Regions from separate parts of the Zea mays genome. Here regions 1 and 3 are each linked to region 2. Evidence: chromatin contacts called from public Hi-C data. All regions are on one chromosome and are shown on one strand. Each heading gives the region's core, a stretch centred on a gene start, on an enhancer-like site or on the middle of the called end of the contact. The rest is flanking DNA. Distances are from core to core; before and after follow the strand shown. Region 1 has its middle 9.4 kb from the start of LOC100192557. Region 2 holds the start of LOC103643703 (patatin-like protein 3). Region 3 holds the start of LOC100193638 (MYB-type transcription factor).

Region 1 (4,258 bases), core at 1,244-3,743, 260 kb after region 2:
GGGTTCAGGTTGCGTCCAAAAAGTGGATTCTCTCGACGTTGCCTTGTTTCCTGCTCAGCCTGCTCTTGAGCCTGTCGACGGTCACGTCGTCGAGAGTTCCTTCTTTCTCTGAGGATTCGTTCTTCTGGAGTTTCTCCCACCTCTGAGACCTCGTCTCGTGATACAGGCTACGCTGGATCCCGTTCTTCGGCTTCGTGATGTCGCCGAATATTTCGGCGTCGGTTCCTCTGCCGACGAGATTCCCGCTGAAGAGGTTCTTCTCCTGGTGCAGTCGGTTCATCGTCGGAGATAGGATTCGATTCTACTCTTCCCCCGATGAAGAGGATGTCGGGGTAGAATGGAACAGTTATCGCGACGATCCTCTTTCTGCTCTCCTTTGAGGACGGAGGCACAGAAAGAGCAGCTTGATGATCCTTTGCCTTATTCGCTTCCTTTTTCCTTGTGATTCGTGTCCATTTTTCCGTCGGAGAGGTGGACATCGGAGTTCTCCGGGTAGACGGACCCTCGGCTCCTAGCTTGCTGAAGGTGGTCTTTTCTCAGAGCGCTGGAGGTTGCGCTTTTTCCTGCTTCGCTCCGATTCTCTCGGAGATCTTTGAAGAAGACTTTCTCTCCGGTGGATCCGCGATGTGATGCAGAGTTCCCTCTTCATCTGCTACGGATGAAATAGTTCCGAAGCAGAACACGGACCCGGGGCGGAGGATGATCTTGTGCTGGAAGGTGACGACCATTGAGCTAGCTTGGATCAGTGACACACCACCTACCTGGCGCGCCAGCTGTCGGTGTTTTGGGTCCGACCACGCACCCGGGGTTGCCCCTCGAGGTGCTTTTTGGAGTAGGACGGTGTTACTGACTGTAGCTCGATAGTTCGTGCTAATGCACGAGAGGCGGTGGACAGTTTTGTACAGGTTCGGGTTGCTTCGAGATGCGTAACACCCTACGTCCTGGCGTGAGTATTTTATGTGGTAGGTTACAAGAAAACTCTCTAGTGTCGAAAACGTAGAGAATCGGGTAGATGGCTAAGTGGTGAGATGCTTTTGAAGGGATGCCCCCTAGGCCTTATATACTCGACCGTGGGGCGTTACATGCGGATATGATAACAACGTGTGCCTAAGTAATAGTGAACTGACCGAGTCTATCTTCCTATAATCCAGCCGACCTATCCCCGCTCTGTTCTGATGTATGAGGTCCTTGCGCGGGAAGGTCGGGTCTCTGTTGCGGTCGCAATAGAAACTCGTCGGGCCGTCTGGGTTTGTGTTGATCTGCTACATTAGACGTTCCTCCCTAGGCCCACGAAGGAACGACCTTGCGAATTATTAGGCCCACGAGCCTTTTGCGAGGTCTTTTACTCTTCCGGTGGACCCGGGGGATATCCGTCCCCCACAAACCCGGACACATTGCCATGAATTGTCCAAGCAAGAAGAACAAGTGCAAGGATGGAGATGATAAAAAGAATAAGTTCTATCACAAGAAGAAGGATGACACCGCCTATATAGTTGAACGGGATTCGGATGCGAGCTCGGATGACGATGATGATGATTCTTCATCCAAACTAAATGTCGGAATCGCTATCAAGGAGGCTCCCTCACTTTTCTCATCTCTTCATTGTCTCATGGCAAAAGGTGATGCTAAGGTAAAAATTATAACCGATTTAAATGATATAGATGATGATAATGATGATATTAATGATCTTTATGATAATTTTCTCAAAATTTAAGTGAACAACTAGAAAATATTCACATAGAAACAAAAGACAAAACGTAATAAGGGCACCACATGTCAGCACATACTTTAGAGTTTAAATGATTAATCATCAACTTGCATGGAAGCAACAAAACTAAGGTGTTGTTTGGTTCAAGAAATGTAACGCAAATGGTAATGGTAATGGTTTACGCTCGATTACTGGCGGTAACAAATTTGAATAGGCTGGTATCAAATTTTAGTGTGGTATCTAATTACGGTTATACTAAAACAAACATGATTTAACGTTATCAGTTACCCATTACGTTACAAATATGTGAACCAAACGGCACCTAATTTACTATAGGCATGTCTCAATTAGTGCGATATGCACAGCAACCGAAAGCCGCAGCAGTAGCACTGATGAATCAGAACACTTTAACACCTCAGCGCTCGACGGGATTGGGGCCTTGGGGGTGGAACCATGGAAGGAGGAAGGGGAGTGGGCGAGCTCGCATGAGGTGCTGGGTCTGCCTGATGGAGGCGACGTCATCGGAGTCAACGCTTGACCTGAACCTGAACCGTGGCTGTCGAGGGGGCGGGCTACGGTAGCGGCTTCTCCATGGCTTCACGCCTTCACCGAATGATATATGGGCCAAGGTGTCAAATCTGGAAAATGCGAATCTGTGGCGTCGAAATTTCTCCTCCGGATCCGAATCCGAGTCGAAGCGCTGCGGCCTGCTAGCGATTTGACCTTTCCAGGTGGTGATTGGGTAGCCGGAGCGTCAGTTGGACCCTCGGGGTGCCGCATTTATTTTTGGGGCCGAAACGGATTGGTGTTCCTGAATAGGGGCCCATCAGACAACCAGCCGCTAGACCTGTAAAGTGATCCATCGTAAACATTGATCGGACAGGGAAATAAATAGGCTCTTATTTTTTTTTTTGTGAATTACATTACAACAAAGGCGCTCAATACATGTACGCACGTGTATCATCGCCATAGGTGTTGCTCAATACAGTAGCTATTGAGTGACATATTTATGATTGACCCTATTGTTAAAACCGGTGAAGCATAACATCATGAAGCAAAAGTACATTAGCGTATCAACGCCACGGCTCCACGGTTAACTCAAGCCAAGAGGATCAGAAATTTTGTCATGTCGAAGATTTGATAAGGCCAAAAAAAAATTAATTACCGTGAATTGAACAGGTTAAATATGCGAGGTTCACAAAATTTGGTAGGAAAACAGATAGCAGCTAAAAATCATGGCTTGCCAACATTTCGGGTTCATAATTTGGAAGCCTGTATTTAGGAATGGTATATCATCTAACTCTAGTTATTTTTTACTTTCTCTTTTTATATGTATATGGTAATTATATTTTTTTTATAAAAGCATAAATATAGCTTCTCATTAACATTGATTTTTGATCCAAACTTTAGCAGCAGCTGAGTGAGTGGCAGCGAGGTCGCCACTCGCCACGCACAGCCGGCCCCACAGGGACATACATATCAAGCGTTTGGTTCGCAGCGGCGGATTTTTACGGCCTCACGGGCGTGGCCGCGCGCTGGTCACATCACATCATAGGTCAAACTGCGAAAAAGTGCAAAAAGCATATTGATGGCACAGCAGCAGCAGACAGCACCGGCACCGCAGCACGCACCCTTGCGGCAGCGGCACAGCAGCGCTGCACGTACGTACAGTACTACGGCAACTCGTCCAGTCGTGCTAGGCATGCATGGCACTGCTCGCTGCAGCAAGGAGCATGTACCACTAGCGTAGAGTAGTAGTACGTACGTGTGCAGTAGAGGGCATGCAGACATTGCAGAGGCACGCCGCGAATGTGCCGTCATGGTCAGACCGTCCCAGCATCTACTTTGACAGTACGTGCTGCGGGCTATCTTATCCTATCCCGCCGCGCCCTGCATCTTGTAGCCTTGTAGGACTATATCGGAACGCCCAGTGCATGCATGCACTGGACAGTCACAGTACGAGAAAAACGGGAACACACAATCTTAGTTATAATAAGGTACAGACGTCGTGCAGTGACAGGCTCCCTCGTCAGCGGCGTCCCGCGTGCACGTCGAATCCGCCGCGTGATGCCGCCTATCATCGCCGCCCGCGCCGCAGACTCCCAAATGGTGAAAGAAGCGAGCGGCGCGCGTTGTTGCGCCGCTGGCCCGGGCCACCAGGTTGCCCAGCTCCGCCGCGTGCCCCGCGCGCTGCCAAGAGCCGGCGCCGCTCCCGGATTTATTCCCGACCGGCGGATCGACCGGCGGATCCTAGCACCGGTCCTGGTCTCTGCGGCACCGCGTGCAACCTCGTGATGCATGCCCAGAGGGCCAGAGCCCGGTTGCCCGCTGGCGTGCCCACCCAACTACCCAAGGGGAACATGGCAAGTAAAGATGAGAGAGAGAGGGAGCAGGGACAATGGAGGTGCAAGTTTAATAAACTTCACTCGTGTCACATCATATATTTGAACGCTATTTTTTTAAAAAAAACAAGAGACAAATTCTTAGCAAAGAGTCCATATTTATACCACACTATACCTACTATGTTTTGACTATTTATTATCTAAAGAA
Region 2 (4,066 bases), core at 41-2,540:
ACGGTGGCCGAGGCACCGGCGCCGATGGAGAGCACGAGGAGGTCTTGGACGCCGGTGGCGAGGGGGAACTCCTGCTTGTTGTGGAGCACGTGCGTGATGGCCGCCGCGGCCGGGTTGCCCATGGCCGCCACTCCCCCGGACGCCGCGGCGATGGCCGTGGCGCCATCGACCGACCTCACGCTCGCGAGCGCGCCACCCGCGGCGCAGGTGGCGGCACACACGTCGCGGAGTCGGAAGTCGAAGCTGTCGCTCTCGACGGCGTCGGCGCGGGAGAAGACGAACGGCGCGGCCGTGGCGAGGTCGTGGCACGGCACGAGGAGCGGCGCCACGGTGTCCCTGAGCGTCGCGTCTCCGAACGCGCTGCGGAAGAACGACCGGTCCCCGCCGCGGGCGGCGCCGCGGAACAGCTTCGCCCACGGCCCGCGCCGGCGGCCTCCCCAGCCCTTCCCGCCGATGCTCCCGGCCACGAACGCGAGCGCCTCGTTGGCCGTGTACCGCGGCCGGCCGTCGGCGCCCCTCAGGAACAGCATCGCGGCGAGCACTCCGCCCGCGCCGGCGCCAGCCGCGAGGTCGAAGAAGTCGGCCACGCGCGCGTCCGGGTCGCCGGTGCGGTCGCGCAGCCCGGCCTCGAGCCGCGCGAGCGCGGCGGCGGCCAGGAGCGCGTCCTCGGCGCCCGCGCCGCAGCCGTCGATCGCCAGTACCCGCACGCGCCCGCCGTCCAGAAGCGCCCGGGGAGGCGTGCCGGGGCCGAGGAGGAACGTTCTCTCGAGCAGGGAGAAGATCTCGTAGCTGAGCTTGTCCACGCCCATGCCTTTCGTGGGCGGCGACGCCATTGCCGCGTACGCTTCCATCTCCCGCTCAGTATCACAGGCGCAAGCAAGGCAAGCAGCAGGACAAGGGCCGCTAGAGTAGACTAGGGTGGGAACACGTAGCTTGGCTGCCGGTGGAGCTCGAGAAAGCTCGTGATGTGTGAGAGTGAGACTGCGACTGCTGCTTTTTATAGGACGCGTCCTCCATCCTACCTCGAGGCCGGGAGCATGCTATCGCTCCCCCCGGACGCACGACGTGGCACGCTCGGGCTGCGCCGGACAGCTAGCTAGCGTACGGTACGGAATCTGGATCGGCGGGTGCGGGTGGGACAGACAGCAGACGAGAGACGACCCGACACGAAGGTCGCAGGAAGCGCCGAATGCTATGCTATGCTCCGCTGGAATGGATCACCTGGGCATGGGTGTGGGTGTGGCCGCGCGCGCGCACCCGACGACGAAGCTTCGATTATAGTTTGGGATGGAGGAAGTAGCTAGGCAGTTGCAGTTCTCTCTATGTAGATTGAATTCACCATGGATTCCTTCAATTGAGAAACGATTAATCATTCATTGCATTGCATCGTTTCGGGTTCATCTCTCTGCATGGCCCTCCTGCCGACACTGCATTGCAATGCCTGCTCTTCCTTTCCATGGGATTGATTTCATGGCGCACACGTGCGTGCTCTGTGTATACCGATGTGCCAGCTAGCAGCCTGTAATCGTGTCCATTCCACTCAAAGTGCCGGCAAAGTAGCTAGGTAGCCGGTTCTCTCAAGCCTCTAATTCTAATCCACGAAATAATTGAAGGAGATACAAAAAGGGGGGGCGTTGTAAAGAAGGTCAGCTGGTGACGTGCCTACCTAAAACAAGCTTTTCGAGCATATATCTATCTATCTGTTTGTTTAAGCTCGTAAAACTAGCTCATCATGTCAATGACAACATGTTTCATCTTGTCGCCTTGTCGGAGTTGCTTACTGCACGTTTGCGTACACATGTTTCGTGAGATAATGACATGAACGTGTGAAATAATATTTTTTAGCTGGTTAGAGCATCTCTAAAAGTCCCTTAAAATCCTCCTTAAACAGAAATTTAAGGAAAAAGTGAATAATGAAACCTCCAACGGATCCTTTGAACCTCTTCCATCTTTTTTTATATCCCTCAAATCTCCATCATCTGTATCTACAAACAGGGAATATTTTGGTTGCCCTAAAATAATCGTCGTCGGTCCCATCTATCACATCGACATTTTTCCCGGTCCACCCAACTCTTGTTCCACCCGCCTGCCTCCATCACTAGTTGTCTACCGCCAACTGCCCCCACAGTTCTCCGTCGTCGGCCGCTCCCATCAGCAGTTCTCCGTCGTTAGCCATTCTCATCACCACTTCTCCTCCACCCACCCATCACTAGTTCTCGCAGCACTATATTGCCTCAGCGAAGAGCATCCGAGGAACTGGGCTATCGTGCTACACGCACAAGGTAAGCACAACCATGTCTGTATTTGCTTCTATACTGTAGCCATCACATTTGGGATATGGATTTGCTTCTATATTGTAGCCATATTTGTCAAATTAATTTGTGACCATGTCCTTGATGGTTGCTGATTTGATGAATACGATAAACCAACAGGAAATAGGTTATACAACTTATTGGTTTGTGTTGGATGCAAGTGATATTTGAAACTCCTATTTACACTTGCTTTTGTGCGAACATAAGGTTGACTTCTCCCTTGTGGTTTGGATTGATGATGAGTGATTATCAACGGATAGCACTCTGGGGTAGTCAGTGGACTGACCAGAGTGTGAGATTATGTATGTGCAACCATGTCGGTCCGCTTGTGGTGTGTAGATGTGGAGCATAGATACGGTGGTCGGCGGCTAAGGTGAAGGTCATGCGGGCTCGTGCTGATGGACTGGGAGCGGTGAAGGACGAGCGTTGGGTCTTGGCTGACGGGCCGGAGCAAACGGGTAACCAACCGTGGTGGCTAACACTCGCACGAGGACGTGGTCGAGGACTGGTGGGACATGCGTCTGGTTGTGGAGGACGTGCACGCGGTGCGATACTCACGGTGGTTTGGTGTTTGAGCCTCAAAACCACCCTGCGCTACGGATGGTGGGTTTTGCTGGGTTTGGGCCTCAAAACTCGGCGGCGACGGTTCAAGAGAGAATCAGTGAGGGCACATGACATCACAGTGAAGGGTGCATCGAGGCGAAGCAACTTCGTGTAGAGTGTGTGGCCGTTAGATCAAAAACTTAGGAGATGGTCTATTTCGCACCCAATGGAGTGCATAGACTCTATGTAAATAGGGCTAGTTTAGGAAATAAAAATAACCCTCTATAAATAGAGGAAATGGCTGGTTAGTCTAGTATGACTTTGCTGTCATTTGTTTTGGCTTAGGGTTTTAGCACTCATATTTCCCATCTCTAGACGACTCTAGTTTTTAGCCAAGGATCCATAGTGATTTTGTACTTCGACTGTGTTTGTGATCTTCAAGTTTAATCTGAGGAAGGATCACCGGTACGGCCCATAGGTTTTGTCACTTCTCAATCTCAGTTTTGTATCCTAGCTGAAATTATGAAGTTTTGTGTTCTTGGTTTCTCCCTTCCCCTTCTCTTGTGGATTTGTGGAGAGCCTTCGAGTTCTTGTGACATCGGTGATGTTGGGGATTGACTTGTGTGGATATAGACTCTTTGGATCACAACATACGCCCTCATGGTGCTGTTCTTGGTCATGATCCGAGTTGATTCTCATTTGGGTTCGTTTTAAGAAAACCCCAACTAAACTCCATATCTCTCGGGTTTACTAATCTACGCTTTGATTTTTGGTTTGTTTGGGTTCATACTTCACCAGTAACCATCTTCTACCTCGCGCAGACTTTTTGTGAAGTTTGATAACTTCTTAGGCATTTTTCAGTGCCCGACATTGTCGCCTGTGTGTGTTGCACTGCCGGACACGAGATCGGCACTGTTGCTCGGACTTTCTTGCGTTCCTTGCTCTGATTTTTTACAGGAAGTGAGGTATGTTGTTTTGAAGGATTTTTGTTTAGTCAAACTACATCGGTTTGCACTGAACTCTGATCTTCTGCTTTGAGTCCCTAGAGGGGTTCTGGGTTGGACTTTGGGTTCAAAAGTCACGTACTCGCAAGTCGAGAATTATTAGTGGCTCCCATTCACCTCCTTTTGTTGCCTCACCGGTTATACAATTTGTATCAGATCCGGTTAAGGATTTCCCTTCCCTAATCGGTTTGAAATCCACATAGGCGA
Region 3 (4,062 bases), core at 1,311-3,810, 340 kb before region 2:
GCGTTTGCAAGCTCTCGATCGTCATGGCGACTGCAAGAAAATTGAACTACCTAGCTAGTGCGCATACCTGCAACCATACGAGTACGGATCGAGATTTGGAAAATCAAAGAGTAGTCATACAAATACAAGCAAATGAAATTGTCATTAGGGGTAATCCAAACATTACAACATACGGTCCAGGTTATTGAAACGGGAACTACACGGACGGTTTCTCCGCCGGGGAATTGAAATGCCAGTACAACAAACATGTAAAAAGATACAACAACGCAATAATAAGGAACGAACACGGCAGTAAACAAACTGCTGGACGAACGCCCCTTCTGCGTTTTTTGACGACGATCGACGAGCCTGCTAGCTGCTGTGTCAACGGAACCTGGCCAGGTCCAGGGTGACCTCGTCCTCCGACGGCGTCAGGAACTCCCTGGAGGCCATCTGGACGACGTCGACGTCGTCCGCCGGAACGGCGACGACGTTGCTCGGGCCGGCACCTGCCGCGTCGGCGCCACCGCCGTAGGCGGCGCTGCCATGGGCGGCGTACGGCGCCTGCTGCCACATGACGCTGTTGTCGATGAAGGGGTACGTGAGCAGCTGGTTGGCGGTGGCGTAGGAAGCCTGCTGGTGCTGGTAGTGATCGTGCTCCATCATCTGCGGCACAGGCGCCGCCATTCCCCCCATCGGAGCCATAAGCCGCATCGTCGCCGCCGGCGCGCCGCCGTAGTAGGCGTTGAGGTCCAGGTGCAGGAACGGCGCCACGATGTCGGAGCTCATGCCCCCCTGCAGCTCGGCCGGCGCGGGCGACGACGACGACGCGCCCAGGTACAGCCCCATGGCGGTCATCTGGTCAAAGCTGCCGGGCGGCGCGGCGGCGGACGCTGGGCTGCTGATCACCTCGCCGTACGAGTACGACCCGAGGTTGTAGGACGACGGGGGGGAGTCCTCGGCCGCCGGCGGGGTCTGGTCGGCGCCGGCGCCGTCGGCGAGGTCAGGGTACAGGCTGCGGATGTACTCCTCCAGGACGGACCACTGCCCGGCCGGCACCTGCTGCGCGTTGCTCTTCTTCTTCAGCCGGCGCTTGGCCTTGAGGCTCCGCTTGGTGGCGTTCCAGTGGTTCTTCACGGCGTTCTCGGAACGCCCGGGCAGGAACGTGGCGATGGTCGACCAGTGGTTGCCGCACCGCTTGTGCGCCTTGATCAGCGCCATGTCGTCTTCTTCAGTCCACACGCTCTTCTGTTAATTATTTTTGTTGCATTGCATGTCAGAGAAGAAAAGCAAGCAAACGGTGCGCAGCAGCAGCTCAAAAGATCCAAATAAAGCACACTAGGTTGGTTAATCGACGATCAGAATGCCCCATCGGTGGTCACAAACTTGGCATGTATATGCGCATACATATATAACCACAGATAAGCTAGAAAAAATGAATAATATTCTCCACGGCAATCAATCCGGCCGTGGCTAATTATATTGCCACAGTTAGTGGGCAGAGTAAAAACACATGCAACTCCCACTAATTCTTACCGAGTTAATGCCCCCACTTTCGAATCTAGACCAAAATTTAGCAGGATTTGTTTACGTAGGAATTAAAGGCAAAGAAAAATCCCCCCCCTCGCGAATCATGTGTGGGGAGAGCGAGGGGATATCGCTCCCCCAAGCCACAGCTACACTACACTGCACACAGATCGAATTCAAAGCTTCCATCCACGCATCAAGATCTGAGAGATCGAATGAGAAGATGGATCGATCGAAAAAAGAGAATACGCACCTTGAGGTCGGGGCGCAGGTGGTTGGTCCATCTCTCGCGGCACTGCTTGCCCACCCTGCCGGGGAGCGACTGCGCTATCACCGCCCACTTCCGGTCGCCGTGCTTCATCACCATCTCCCTGAGGACTCTGCAAAGCGAGCAACCACGGATCGAGCAAGCGCGCGGCCGGCCGCCGGCACACGTTCAGCAGCCACGACCAAACACTCTCCTTACTTGCACCGAATCGAAACAAAAGGGAACGAGAAAAAAAAAGGAGCAGAAGAATGAGAACTCAGGGGAGCAAGTACTCACACGTCCTCCGCCTCGGTCCAGGGGCCCTTGTGGTGCTGCGCCCTATGCCCGCCGATGCCACCGCCCGCGTGGGGCGGCAGCTGCTGCTGAGCCCCGCTCCAGGCGGCGCGCAGGGCGCTGGACATGATGCCGCCGTACCCGGCGGACGCCGCCGCCAGGGCTCCTCCGGGCAGCACCATGCCAGGCGGCGCCTGCATCCCGAGGCGGCCGACCAGGAGGGAGGCCATGCCGGCGGGCATCGTCATGCCCGTGCCCGGGATCACCTGCTGATGAGAAGAAGCAGCGCCGGCGTTACCTGCGTGCACGCCGCCAGCAGCCGTCACGTCCTGGTGGCCGAAACGCACCGAGCTCCCGGACTCCATTCCCGGCTCGCGTCTTGGTCGAGGTTACGGACAATGGCGAGCGAGGGGGAATTGCAGAGAGGCCCCCCAGCTAGAATTTCTCTGCTGGGGAGAGAAGAATGTGGACAGGAGGAAGAAGCAGCGGGGAAGGGAGAAGAAAGGGCCACTGGGCACCGGGCTTGCAAGTTAGGAGTGTGGGCCGATCCGGGGAGGAAGTTATATAGCGGGCCCGCGCGGCCACTGCCGTCCATCCTCGCCGCATCCAACGGTCAGCGTCCAGGGCTCTGGGTGACCTTCCAACTCTCCATCAATATTCGTGCGGTAGAGGACAAGGGGAGTTGAGGTGGCTCCTTGTCACCACTCCACATCACTGCGCCTACCATACGAGTGCAGCGTGGTAAGCGCAGGAGCGGGATGGGCCCCACTTGTCAGCACTGCTACAGATGTCTTGGACCGGCTGGTTTTTATTACTGTGGATGGATATATAGATGCAATATGGATATACTGTCGATCCAATAGCGCGTGGGAGCAGAAGCAGATTTTGTGCATCCTGTTCTTGGACACACAGTTTGCACCCCCAGAGTGAGGTACCAATACTACCATTGCAAGGGTTGTTGATCCAATGGCTTGGGGAGAAAAAAAACACTGCATGTGAAATGTAATCTTGATGCATTTGAGTCGTGTAAACAATCTCTTGCAAATGCAGGGAAAAGCTACATACCAAAGACCCAAATGGTTCCGACTCTTCCCCGGATCCCGCGCAAGTGGGAGCACATGCAACGGGCTCTATTTGGCGCGAAATTCAGTTTTTTCATGTCACGACAACACGTAGATTCGGCGAATTTAAAGGAAAAAGCGACCGTTAAGCCTACATATGGGGAAACGTCATCCATCGGTACGGATGAGAGGCGTGGAACGACAATTGATTTGCGGTTACTTGATAAAACCGCAACGTATTTGTAAAATATTCGTGCCCGCCTTATGTATAACACTATTATATAAGATAGAGCGGCTAGTCGCTCCTATTTATTTTAGCAAAAGTTGTATTTTGTCGGTTTGGCCCTAACGATTGCCATGTGGCCATATGTGGATGAAGAAAGGTATATATGGGAGCTATAGCTCATTAATGATATATCTATGGGGTAATATAAATGTGGATATTGTTTGCAAAATTTTGAATTACATGTCATAAAGTTCTGAATTAAGACTTAACCAGACTTATAGGGTATGGTGGTGCAAAGCAAAATATTGATATAATATAGTAAGTAAAGCCAAGGATTTTCTCTCTCAAAACTCATCATCTTTTCATCCATTAAAACTGTAGAAGTTCTCTTGTCGTTTTTAAATGGGAAAGGGCCACCTAGATATTACTCAAATGTTTCCTTTTGATGTTGTCATCATGGAATTTTAGATCAAGAGTTGGGGAACAACTAATTAATCAAATGCGTTTTTATGCAAACACCGTCGAGATTGACTTTATTCTTTTTCTGGACCACAATCTAAGTTTTTCCTTTGTTTTCAGTGACAATAACACTCATTGACATTTTGTTGCATTACAACCATTTCTTCTTTAGCAGTATCAAAGAAAGACATCAAAAGGATTGATTGGATAGCTAGAGGTGTGAATAGCCTTTTAAAAATTCTACAAGCCACAACACTAATAAACTTGTT

Evidence for each region. Hi-C and Micro-C count contacts between places; a contact is called where the count stands out from the background.
Region 1: a Hi-C map of tassel shows a contact between it and region 2, with 3 times the contacts expected there. The contact joins the enhancer-like site here to the promoter of LOC103643703 in region 2. A contact is called at or near these places in 2 of 25 Hi-C or Micro-C datasets (ear and tassel).
Region 3: a contact with region 2 is called in a Hi-C map of ear, with 1.8 times the contacts expected there. The contact joins the promoter of LOC100193638 here to the promoter of LOC103643703 in region 2. A contact is called at or near these places in 3 of 25 Hi-C or Micro-C datasets (ear, endosperm and tassel).

What each region holds. Positions count from the first base shown.
Region 1 is chr1:257,914,741-257,918,998 of Zm-B73-REFERENCE-NAM-5.0, reverse strand. No RefSeq gene overlaps it. Among protein-coding and RNA genes, the nearest start is that of LOC100192557, 9.4 kb to the right of the region's middle. Within about 2 kb of position 2,493, at least 19 of the 20 cell types and tissues checked have an H3K27ac peak or open chromatin away from gene starts, as enhancers often do. A contact at or near this core is called in ear and tassel, where this site is marked.
Region 2 is chr1:258,170,661-258,174,726 of Zm-B73-REFERENCE-NAM-5.0, reverse strand. LOC103643703 (patatin-like protein 3) reads right to left here and starts at 1,290. Exons shown (of 1, transcript XM_020546829.3): 1 at 1-1,290. The coding sequence starts at 851.
Region 3 is chr1:258,507,695-258,511,756 of Zm-B73-REFERENCE-NAM-5.0, reverse strand. LOC100193638 (MYB-type transcription factor) reads right to left here and starts at 2,560. Exons shown (of 3, transcript NM_001138737.1): 1 at 2,051-2,560; 2 at 1,760-1,886; 3 at 125-1,227. The coding sequence starts at 2,412. The coding sequence ends at 364.